Linked DNA regions of Sus scrofa: region 2 is linked to region 1. The links are chromatin contacts, called in public HiChIP or PLAC-seq maps. All regions are on one chromosome and are shown on one strand. The core of a region is the stretch at or near the end of the contact, and the rest is flanking DNA. Distances in the headings are between cores, read along the strand shown.

Region 1 (4,936 bases), core at 1,479-3,978:
AAGCCCCCATTAATGGAAAACGGCCAAACACGTCACATTGTTGTTGAGTGTTTTCATCCAAAATTGAAACTTAAAAGAAGAAAAGAAAAGTTTAATTTAGGCTAACTTAAAACCTCTTCCCCAGTGTTTTGGCAAATCCACCACTCTTTTTAATCCCTGGACAGTACCTGCGCAGCTATCTATTACAGTGTCTGTTTTCCACTTACCTGCTTTTCTGTCCCCCCTCTATTACACTGTAAGTCCTCTAGAATAGGACAATGTCTCATTTGTCTTTGTTCTACAGGAGGGAAGTACCTGGTACATGGCAAATGTCTCTCCTTTGTCTTCTGTGGGGTTTTTTTTGTTTGTTTGTTTTGTTTGTTTTTTTTTTTTTTTGTCTTTTTTCCATTTCTTGGGCTGCTCCCACAGCATATGGAGGTTCCCAGACTAGGGGTCTAATCGGAGCTGTAGCCGCTGGCCTGCGCCACAGCCACAGCAATGCAGGATCCAAGCGAGTCTGCAACCTACACCACAGCTCACGGCAACACCAGATCCTTAACCCAATGAGCAAGGCCGGGGATTGAACCCACAACCTCATGGTTCCTAGTCGGATTCGTTAACCACTGCGCCTTGACAGGAACTCCTGTGTTTTCTTTTTTTAGTGCCATCACACCTGTGGCATATGGAACCCCAGGCTAGGGGTCGAATCAGAGCTGCAACTGCTGGCTTACACCACAGCTCACAGCAACCCCAGATCTCTGACCCACTGCGTGAGGCCAGGGATTGAACCCACATCCTCATGGATACTAGTCGGGTTTGTTTCCACTGAGCCACAATGGGAGCTCCTTTTGTTCCTCTTCTAAAAGCAGTCCTCCCTCTGCTACTTTGGTCTCAGCTAATACCAACTTCAGGTCCCTCCCACCACATGGTCCCTCCCACCACAGGGCCTTCGCAGAAGCTATTTCACCTGCCTTAAATATTTTCTTCCTTACTATTTACCGCATTTACTGCAGACCTCAGCTTAATTGTTACTTCCTCAGGAAAGCCTTCCCTGAATCTCATGAATATAGCTTCTCACAGCACTACATACTATTCCTTCTAAGCACTAAGTAATAATATAGTTACTTCAGTGATTTTTTTTTTTTTTAGGGCCGCACCTGCAGCATATGGAAGTTCCCAGGCACGGGGTTGAATGGGAGCTGCAGCTGCCAGCTTATGCCACAGCCACGGCGATGGGGGAGCCCAGCTGCATCTGGAACACCACAGCTCAAGGCAATGCAGGATCCTCAACCCACTGAGCGAGGCCAGAACTAGAACCCACATCCTTAAGGATACTAGTCCTGTTCTTAACCTACTGAGTCATAAGGGGAACTCCCTCTCCTGTGATTATTTACCAAATGTCTGTTTAACTCAGGAGAGGGTAAACTCCATTAAGACAGCAATCTCCACCTAATCTCTACAGAATATCCTAGCAACAAACACACTGCTTGAATGTGGTAGCCAGTCACTAACAGCTTTAGGATAAATGACTAAACCCTCCACATATACTTAAAAACGTTCTGTCTAAACCCGTGCGATCCACTCACATATAACTACTTAAACTTAAATCAATTAAATTTTAACATTCAGCTCCTCAGGTGCACAAGCTGCATCTGAAGTTCTCAGCTACACCTGGCTAGCAGCTACTGCAGAGGGTAGTTTAATATAAAGCAATACCATCGCCACAGAAAATTGTACTGACAGTTCTGGTCTGAACATTCAAACATTCTTAAACATCAGTCACGAGGTACACACAGTAGGTGTAATTCATAGGACAGGAAACTATACAAGGTAAACACAGATCACAAGGTTAAGACAAGGTTAATGAATTAACAGTGCCTTCACGTGTTTCTTGTGTATGTCTAAATAGCTGAAAAATAACCACGTATTCGACTCCAGAAAAGACAGGGAAATAGTTAAAAGCCCTGATTCTGAGTGTGAATACTGGCTGGATATCCATTGTTTTCTTGACTATGAAACTACCTCAAAAAGTTGTGAACTAAATGAGATGCACGTGGAGCCCAAGCTTAACACAGAGTACTTGCTCAAGCCACTGTTACTATTATTGCTGTTACTGTTAATTTTAGCCTACACAAGACGAAACACCTAGACCATCTCAAAACAAGCCTGTTAGCAGCGAGGGGGCGCCTTACTTAGGTGGAGGTCGTATTAGTAAACAGTTCACTCATCCTCCAATCCCATTCCCCGGGGCGAGTTGCGTCCTTACCACGGAGCCGCCCGGGAAGGCTGCCAGCCTTTATGCCCCCACTGCAGAGTTCCTCAGCATCGACAAACACCGTGTCTTCATCATCCTCCACATCCTCCCTCAGATAATCATCTTCCGCCTCCAGCAGGTCCTTGGGTGGGAGCAGAGGTCCCTGCAGCTCGCGCAAGGGCTGACTCAACAAGACACGCTGACTAAACGAGGCCATACTCGATTTTCCCCAGCTCAACCCAAATTCCGGAAAACCGGGCGGCGTAGACGCCCAAGATCAGCCAATCAGCTCTGCGACCGCAGGACCATCAGCTTCCAGGGGGGTGGGTGAAATGCATGAAGTGGGTTAAATGTATACGAATGGATGGAAGCTAGAGACTTGAGGTGGTGACTACGCTGCAGTGTGCAAATATGTTGAACTCTGATGCTGCACACCTGAAATATATTTTTAAAAGAAGACGAACAGCTTTCCCGAACGCTTCCCCTCCCCCCGCGGCTGGCTTGCGCCGAGTGGATGGGGCGGTGTCTAAGCTCCGCCCCAAGCCTCCAGCGGAGGATGGGCATAGGATGGAGCAGGGCGAGGGCGAGGCAGAGAAGGGGGCGGGGCAGAGAAGGAGGGGCTCTTTCTCTTGGCTCCGCCCCGCAGCCTTGCCTAAGGCTTCGCCAGGTTCTTGGAAGAAACTAATTGGGCAGCGGCCCAGGTGACGCTTGTGGATCCGCTATCGCACCGCGTGTCCTGCGTAGAGAGAACCGCGAGAGAAGACCAATCTAGCGAGCCTAGAAAGCCCGGAAAAGCAAGCCCTTCCCGACGACTCCAAAACAAAAATCCAAATGCCCTTCCGCCGCATTCTAAAGAGGAGAACCGCGAATCTCCGTCGGGAGATCTGTCCAGCCGTGACTGCTTTGGGCCACTATTTCTTTCAGGAATTAAATTTATATGATCAAAGGCCTTTTAATCAAGATACAGATCTCAGGTCCCATTGCATATCCATTGTATGGGGATCTAGGACAGGGACCCAGGATTGTTTTAACGCATATTTCGAGTTGTCCATTTTGATGCTCTGCCAGGTTTGGAAAGCACTGGACAAGATGACTTTCTAAATCCTCTTTATCATTTCATCTGTGAGTACAGTCTGGCCGCCCAAACTTATTCAAGTTGGGCTGCTGCCTACTCACAGTCAGGCAAAAAAGTGTGTCTACTAAACAGCCCAGGGTACAGACAGGAAAGGAAGAAGACAAGTAGAAGTGGTTTAAAAAGTTATACCGGAAAGTTCCCTGGTGGCACAGTGGATTAAGGATCCGGGGTTGTCATTGCTGTGTCTCCGCTCACTGCTGTGACTCCGGTTCCATCGCTGGCCTGGGAACTGCTGCATGCTTCGGTTCAGCAAAAAATAATATAAAAAGTTATTCTGGAGCCATGGTTCCCACACTTGAAAGTCATGGTATTCTTTGAGGAACACCATAGAATATATTGCTACATTACTATTTTAACGCTATTTATTATGAAATTACTCAATAATAAACCTAAAATAAATATACATACACTGCTAAATCCAAAGCACCTTATTCTAGATTCTAATATAGATAAACAACAGCCACTACCAAAGATTTTTCTTTAAACTTAGGGCACCTGAAACCAACACAACTGTAAATCAACTATGCTTCAGGTTTTTTTTTTTTTTTTCTTAAGGTGCTTCTTAAGGTGCTTTTGTTCCTTTTTTAAAAAATGTACATGAGAAAATACTAAAATTGATTTTTTCCCCCTTTGGGTACAAATGTCAATTTATGTTTCTTTGAGAAAAACTCTCCTTTGCATCAGTGTTTCCAAGGATTTTTCCTCTGAAGTTGAAGGTCACCTTCCTTAACAGTGGCGATGGCTCCTGTTGCCACCACAACATGGAATCTGCTCTGACAAATGTCTCACCACTTGTCTCTGTTACTAAGTCCACTGGATACCCTTCTGCTTTTGTCTTGCTGCAGCTCTCAACAGCATTTGACACTAACTATTTTCTTCTTGTAATACTCTGTTCCCTGGGTTTCATGACTCATCTTCTCAGGTTTCTTCCTACCTCTCTGGACACTTACAGTTTCTTTGGGCTCCTCTACTGACCTCTTAAAGACTGATATTCCTCAGCGTTCCATCCTAAGAATGTTTTCACCCTGTAATCATTCCTTCAATCATCCATCTGTCACCTACATGCTAATGACCCCTTATCTAATCTCTAAACCTGTGCAAACAACTGCCTATTAGATGCCAGGACTGGATGCTCCTTGGCTACTTCAGACTTAGTATATCCAAACTAAAAGTTACTTGCTACCCATATGTGGGTCATTTATGTGTTTATACCTAAGATAACCTTGTTACCAACAGGATGGTGTGGGAACAAAACTCTAGATATCAAGCTTTTGTTCATATAACTCCACTGCATTCTACTAGGTCGTGTAGGTTAAGATTCAGGATGATGAGAACTTGGCTTCTTTACCTGGTGATTCCTGATTTTTTTAAAAATGTTAACAATTCTAGGTTTCTGGATACCATTTTTACTTACAGAGTAAGCAACAATACCCAAACCTAGCTGTTCATCAGAAACACTTGGGATGTTTCTAAATATGAGATTGCTAAATTTATACTGAAGCTACATTTCTACAAATACAGGACAACAAAGTCATATGGTTCTTAACTTTTGTGGTAGCAAAGGATTG
Region 2 (4,936 bases), core at 1,028-3,527, 110 kb before region 1:
CGACTGAGTAGAGCCAAAGGTGCTTGCCTGGGTCCTAGCCTAGGACAGTGGCTGTTACCTAATTCCCAGGTCCACAGAGATGCACTTAACCCCCTTGAAATAAAATCTGTTGTTTCACCTTTACTGCATCTGGATCCAGTGTAGATGAAAAGGGGAGAGTTTGGAGATCTGAGAAGAAGCCCTGAAGCAAAACAGTAGAGAATTGGGGCGAATTGTGGAAATAAATAGGGGGAGTCCATATTGGTTCCAAATAATTTCTAAATATCTGCTTTGAATTACTGCCTCTGTGCCAATCAAATATATGGCTACTACTGATTTCTCTCTTGATTTAGAGCACCTCACTACTAATAACTGGCATGTTTGTAGAGACTATAAATTCAGTATTTTCCTTTTCCGGGCTCTAATCTGAGTTAGAAAAACATTTCCTGGCTGCAGTTCGTCCCACCCGAAGCAAATTACCTGTTCACATTTCCAAATAGAATCTTAGGCAAATATAGCTTTAGTACCAATTAAATCTGCCCTTCAGAAATTTGGGCTTTCATGTTTTTTTTTCAGTTCACTAGTGTTAAGTCAGCTAAGTAATTTGCCGCAGCTTCCCCCCTACCCCTGCCCCAAATCTAGATTGAAGTAGCAGAAATGCCCCATCACAAGCAACTGAAAATGAGAGTTCCTGTCTTGGCGCAGTGGTTAACGAATCCGACTAGGAGCCATGAGGTTGCTGGTTCGATCCCTGGCCTTGCTCAGTGGGTTAGGATCCAGCGTTGCCGTGAGCTGTGGTGTAGGTTCCAGACGCAGCTCGGATCCCACGTTGCTGTGGCTCTGGCATAGGCTGGTGGCTACAACCCCAACTGGACCCGTAGCCTGGGAACCGCCATATGCCGCAGGAGCAGCCCAAGAAATAGCAAAAAGACAAAAAAAAAAAAAAAAAAGCAACTGAGAATGATCCTGGCTGTGCTAGAAGCAGAGGTAGGGGTTGTTTTAGCAAGAGGCTGGATGCAAGAAGAAACTATGAGAGATTTTTTAAAATGACTTTTTTTTTTCCTGCTTTATCTCAAAGTGGTAATGACTTTCAAATGCAAATCAGTATCACAGTCAACCAGAGGGCTTGTTAAAACCCTGATGACTGGGCCCCTTCCCCAGAGTTTCAGATCCCAGTGGGTCTGCGATGGGGCTAAGGTTGGGCATTTCTTTTTTTGTTTGGTTTTTTTTGTTTGGTTTTTGTTTGTTTTTGTTTTTGTTTTTGTTTTGTCTTTGTGCTATTTCTTGGGCCGCTCCCACGGCATATGGAGGTTCCCAGGCTAGGGGTCGAATCAGAGCTGTAGCCACCAGCCTATGCCAGAGCCACAGCAACGCGGGATCCGAGCCGCGTATGCAACCTACACCACAGCTCACGGCAATGCCGGATCCTTAACCCACTGAGCAAGGCCAGGGATCGAACCCGCAACCTCATGGTTCCTAGTCGGATTCGTTAACCACTGCGCCACGACGGGAACTCCAGGTTGGGCATTTCTAACAAGTTCTCAGATACTGCTGACATTACCAGTCCCCAGACTACACTTGGACAAGCACTGGCACAAGGCAGCCTAACTTGGAACCTTACAAATGATCACTTACATAAAGAGCTGCAAATTTTACTCTTAAACCCTTAACAACTCCTTGGAACATTATTTTGAATCGGCCTGGGTCAAAAGACCACGCAAGAGGAAGGAAGCCATAGAGGGTATTGTTGTAAATGGTGTATTTTCTCAGGCCTGTCCTCTTCCAAAAAATGGAGCCATACTCTGTGACATGAATTCCGTCACTGTGAGTTGAAGTGAACTTTGATTGACCTGTCCATTTTATGCATTCCCGAGGCCCTCTCCCCAATCCGAGCCTCCGATCGGGCCACAGAAGCAGCTGCCGTTATGGATTCAAGCCAGAAAGCGTTCATTTTGCTAAACACTCAAGACGCCCGAAAATAACATTGCAGATAAGTAATGCTGCCATTCTGCATCTGTGCCGTGGTGCCATTCATTTCCTTAACTAGAGCCGAGCAGCACAAACACGGTGGCTGGCCCCCTGTCTTGTCTTTCATTAATAGTGGTAAACCTTCTGTGGCCATCTAGAAGCCGTTTATAATATCATTAACATCTGTGTAGGCTCACTTCGAAACAGACTGGTGATCCTGCCTCTTTCCCTCTCAGAAAACTTTCTGTTCCGGTTCAGCACTCCCGTGGCTCCTTTCTGAGCTGGTGCAGCCTCTAGGAGAGAGAGTCTTGGAGCGCTTCCACCTCCAAAATGGTCTGAGTGTAAACAGCAGTTACCACCTTCCTGGGGAGCTGCAGAGTCTCACAGCTGCCAGCTGGGCTGACGCCCAGGAAGGCAGATGGAATTGGATGCGCAGCCTGATGCTGACGCAGACCCTCTCGGAGCTGTGGAGGGAGGATATTCTAGGTTGACGGTTGCCACCGCATCAGCCTAGGCGTTATTCTCTCTTTGGATGAGCCTGAGTGGGTTTGCATCCACCTCAACTAGACTCTGTAGTAGCAGGTTGGGTGACTCACACAGCTCGGAACCAGTGACGTCAGGCTAACATTCATTCGTCCTTTCGCTCGTTTGTTTAGGCATTTACTGTCGTCTCCTTGCAGCGAGGCTCTGGGGAGGTGAAGATAAAAATCTCAGTTTTCAAGGTGATCCTATTCTAAAGAAGGAGACACAATTTAAGCATAGAGTACAAAGCATATACTAGAGGAGGCATTCCCAGTGGGTGCAGAAATTGGTTCTTGGGGAGAAAAGAATCTTAGATATTATATTGCAGCAGTTTGTGACTCTCCAAAGCTCAGCCCTACTCAACCGAATCGTATTTCTTCATATTTAATTTCTCTCATTAGGGAGAGTTTAAATTTAATTTTTCTCCTCAACAGGAGAAGAGGAGGCAACAGTTTTTTAAGAGTAATGCAGGAAGGATACCCTGGGAGCTGTAGGATCTCATAGGAAAGGCTTTAGCTAAAGATCCAGGAAGGCTTTCTGAAAGATAAGACATCTGAGCCAAGTTCTAACACGAGAGGAGAAATTATCCAGGCGAAGAAAGATGCTTATAACAAGCGCAAGGTTAAAAATGTGTGAAGACGGAGTTCCCATGTGGCGCAGTGGAAAGGAATCCAACTAGTATCCATGAGGATGCAGGTTTGATCCTCATCAGGAATCCGGCGTTGCCTGTGAGCTGTGGTGTAGATCGCAGACGCGGCTCGGATCCCACATTGCTGTGGCTGTGGTGTAGGCCGGCAGCTGCAGCTCTGATTCGACCCCTAGCCTGGGAACTTCCCCATTCTGCAGGTGTGGCCCTAAAATGCACAAAAAACAAACAAAAAAAACGATGTGTAAAGAATGCTTTTAAAGGAGCCACAGGAGGTTCAGTGGGGAGAGAAGTTTGGAGATAAGGTTGGGATGGGAAAGGTTGGCGGGAACCTCTGGAAACAGAGGGGCTCCAGTCCAGTTCCTGCCCAAGGGGTTGTGTTTTATTCTTCAGGGATTGGGGAACTATTGAAAAGCTTCAAGGAAGAGAGGAGCATATTCAGAGGTATGCTTTTAAAAAGTTCTGGGAAGAAAAGAGAAGGAATTAAATGTTGCCAGGACGAGTGAAAATAGATAGAGGGGAGAGGGACAGAAGCTGGGTCCCAAGTAGGAAAACAATTTAGGAGGAAACCATTGCTGTGGAAACTGGGCTGGGTGGAGATGGGGCCTCCTCCAGAGTACATGGCAGCAGGATGCTCCTGGAACCCTTCCTGGTGGCAGATGGGCCATCAGGTCTGGATGAGACTGTGTACAGACAGCTACCTCCACCATCATCTCTGAGTAAGGAAGCCAGACTAATTAAATGTCTCTTTACTCCAGGCCTGCCCATGGGGTTTTCTAAAGGAATTAATATTTTTTCTTTTTGGAGTTTCCTGGTGGCCTAGCAGGTTGAGAACCAGGCATTGTCATTACTGTGGCTTGGGTCACTGCAGTGGTGCAGGTTCAGTCCCTGTCCTGGGAACTTTGGCATGCCATGGGCATAGCCAAAAATATTTTTCTCTCTTAAAAATATTACTGTGAAAATATATTTTTAAAAAGAGACAGGGAGTTCCCATCATGGCTCAGCAGTAGTGAATCTGACTGGCATCCATGAGGACGCAGGTTCAATCCCTGGCCTCGCAGTTAAGGATCCAGCGTTGCCATGAGCTGTGGTATAGGTCGTAGATGCAACTTGGGTCTGGTATTGCTATGGCTGTGGTGTAGGCCAGCAGCTACAGCTCTGATTCAACCTCTACCCTGGGTGCAGCCCTAAATGGGCAAAAAAAAAAAAAAAAAAAGAGAGAGAGAGAGAGAGAAAGACAGTGTAATGAACCATCCTATATCACGTAGCATCAACAACTGCCAACTTAGGATCAGTCTTGCTTCAGCTCTGCTCCCACCTGAGTTGCCCTACCCCACCACACACTGAATTGTTTTGAAGAATTCTTAGACATATTCCATCTTACAAATATGAATATTCCTACAAATAAACAATACTCTTATAAGAGTCTTCCAAAATACATAACTAAATATCATCATGGTTTAAAATATTAGCAACATTTTTTTTTCTTTTTGGCTGTGCCCACAGCTTGCAGAAGTTTCCAGGCCAGGGATCAAACCCACACCACAGCAGCGACCTGAGCCACAGCAGTGACAACCCCAGGTCTTTAACCCACCGAACCACCAGGGAACTCATAGCAGTCATTCTTAACATCTTCAAATATTTACTCAATGTTCCCACCTCCCTGATTTACATATACCTGGGTAGATAGATAGGTTTTTAAACAGTTGGTTTGGGAGTTCCCTGGTGGCTCAGCAGGTTAAGGACCTGGCATTGTCACTGCTGTGACACGAGTTCGATCCCTGGCCCAGGAACATCCCCAGGGCCAAGGGTGCAGCCAAA

The links. HiChIP or PLAC-seq counts read pairs in DNA pulled down with a chosen protein or histone mark.
Region 2: a contact with region 1 is called in an H3K27ac HiChIP or PLAC-seq map of skeletal muscle. The contact joins the enhancer-like site here to the promoter of HELB in region 1. A contact is called at or near these places in 1 of 5 promoter capture datasets (liver), 4 of 47 Hi-C or Micro-C datasets (alveolar macrophages, blood, fetal liver and 1 more) and 1 of 2 datasets of contacts at active chromatin or transcription factors (skeletal muscle).

What each region holds. Positions count from the first base shown.
Region 1 is chr5:30,643,170-30,648,105 of Sscrofa11.1, reverse strand. HELB (DNA helicase B) reads right to left here and starts at 2,728. Exons shown (of 13, transcript XM_003126364.4): 1 at 2,246-2,728; 2 at 1-69. The coding sequence starts at 2,450.
Region 2 is chr5:30,755,667-30,760,602 of Sscrofa11.1, reverse strand. The region is part of intron 15 of GRIP1 (glutamate receptor-interacting protein 1); the gene reads left to right. Among named protein-coding and RNA genes, the nearest start is that of HELB, 110 kb to the right of the region's middle. Within about 2 kb of position 2,277, at least 8 of the 83 cell types and tissues checked have an H3K27ac peak or open chromatin away from gene starts, as enhancers often do. A contact at or near this core is called in skeletal muscle, where this site is marked.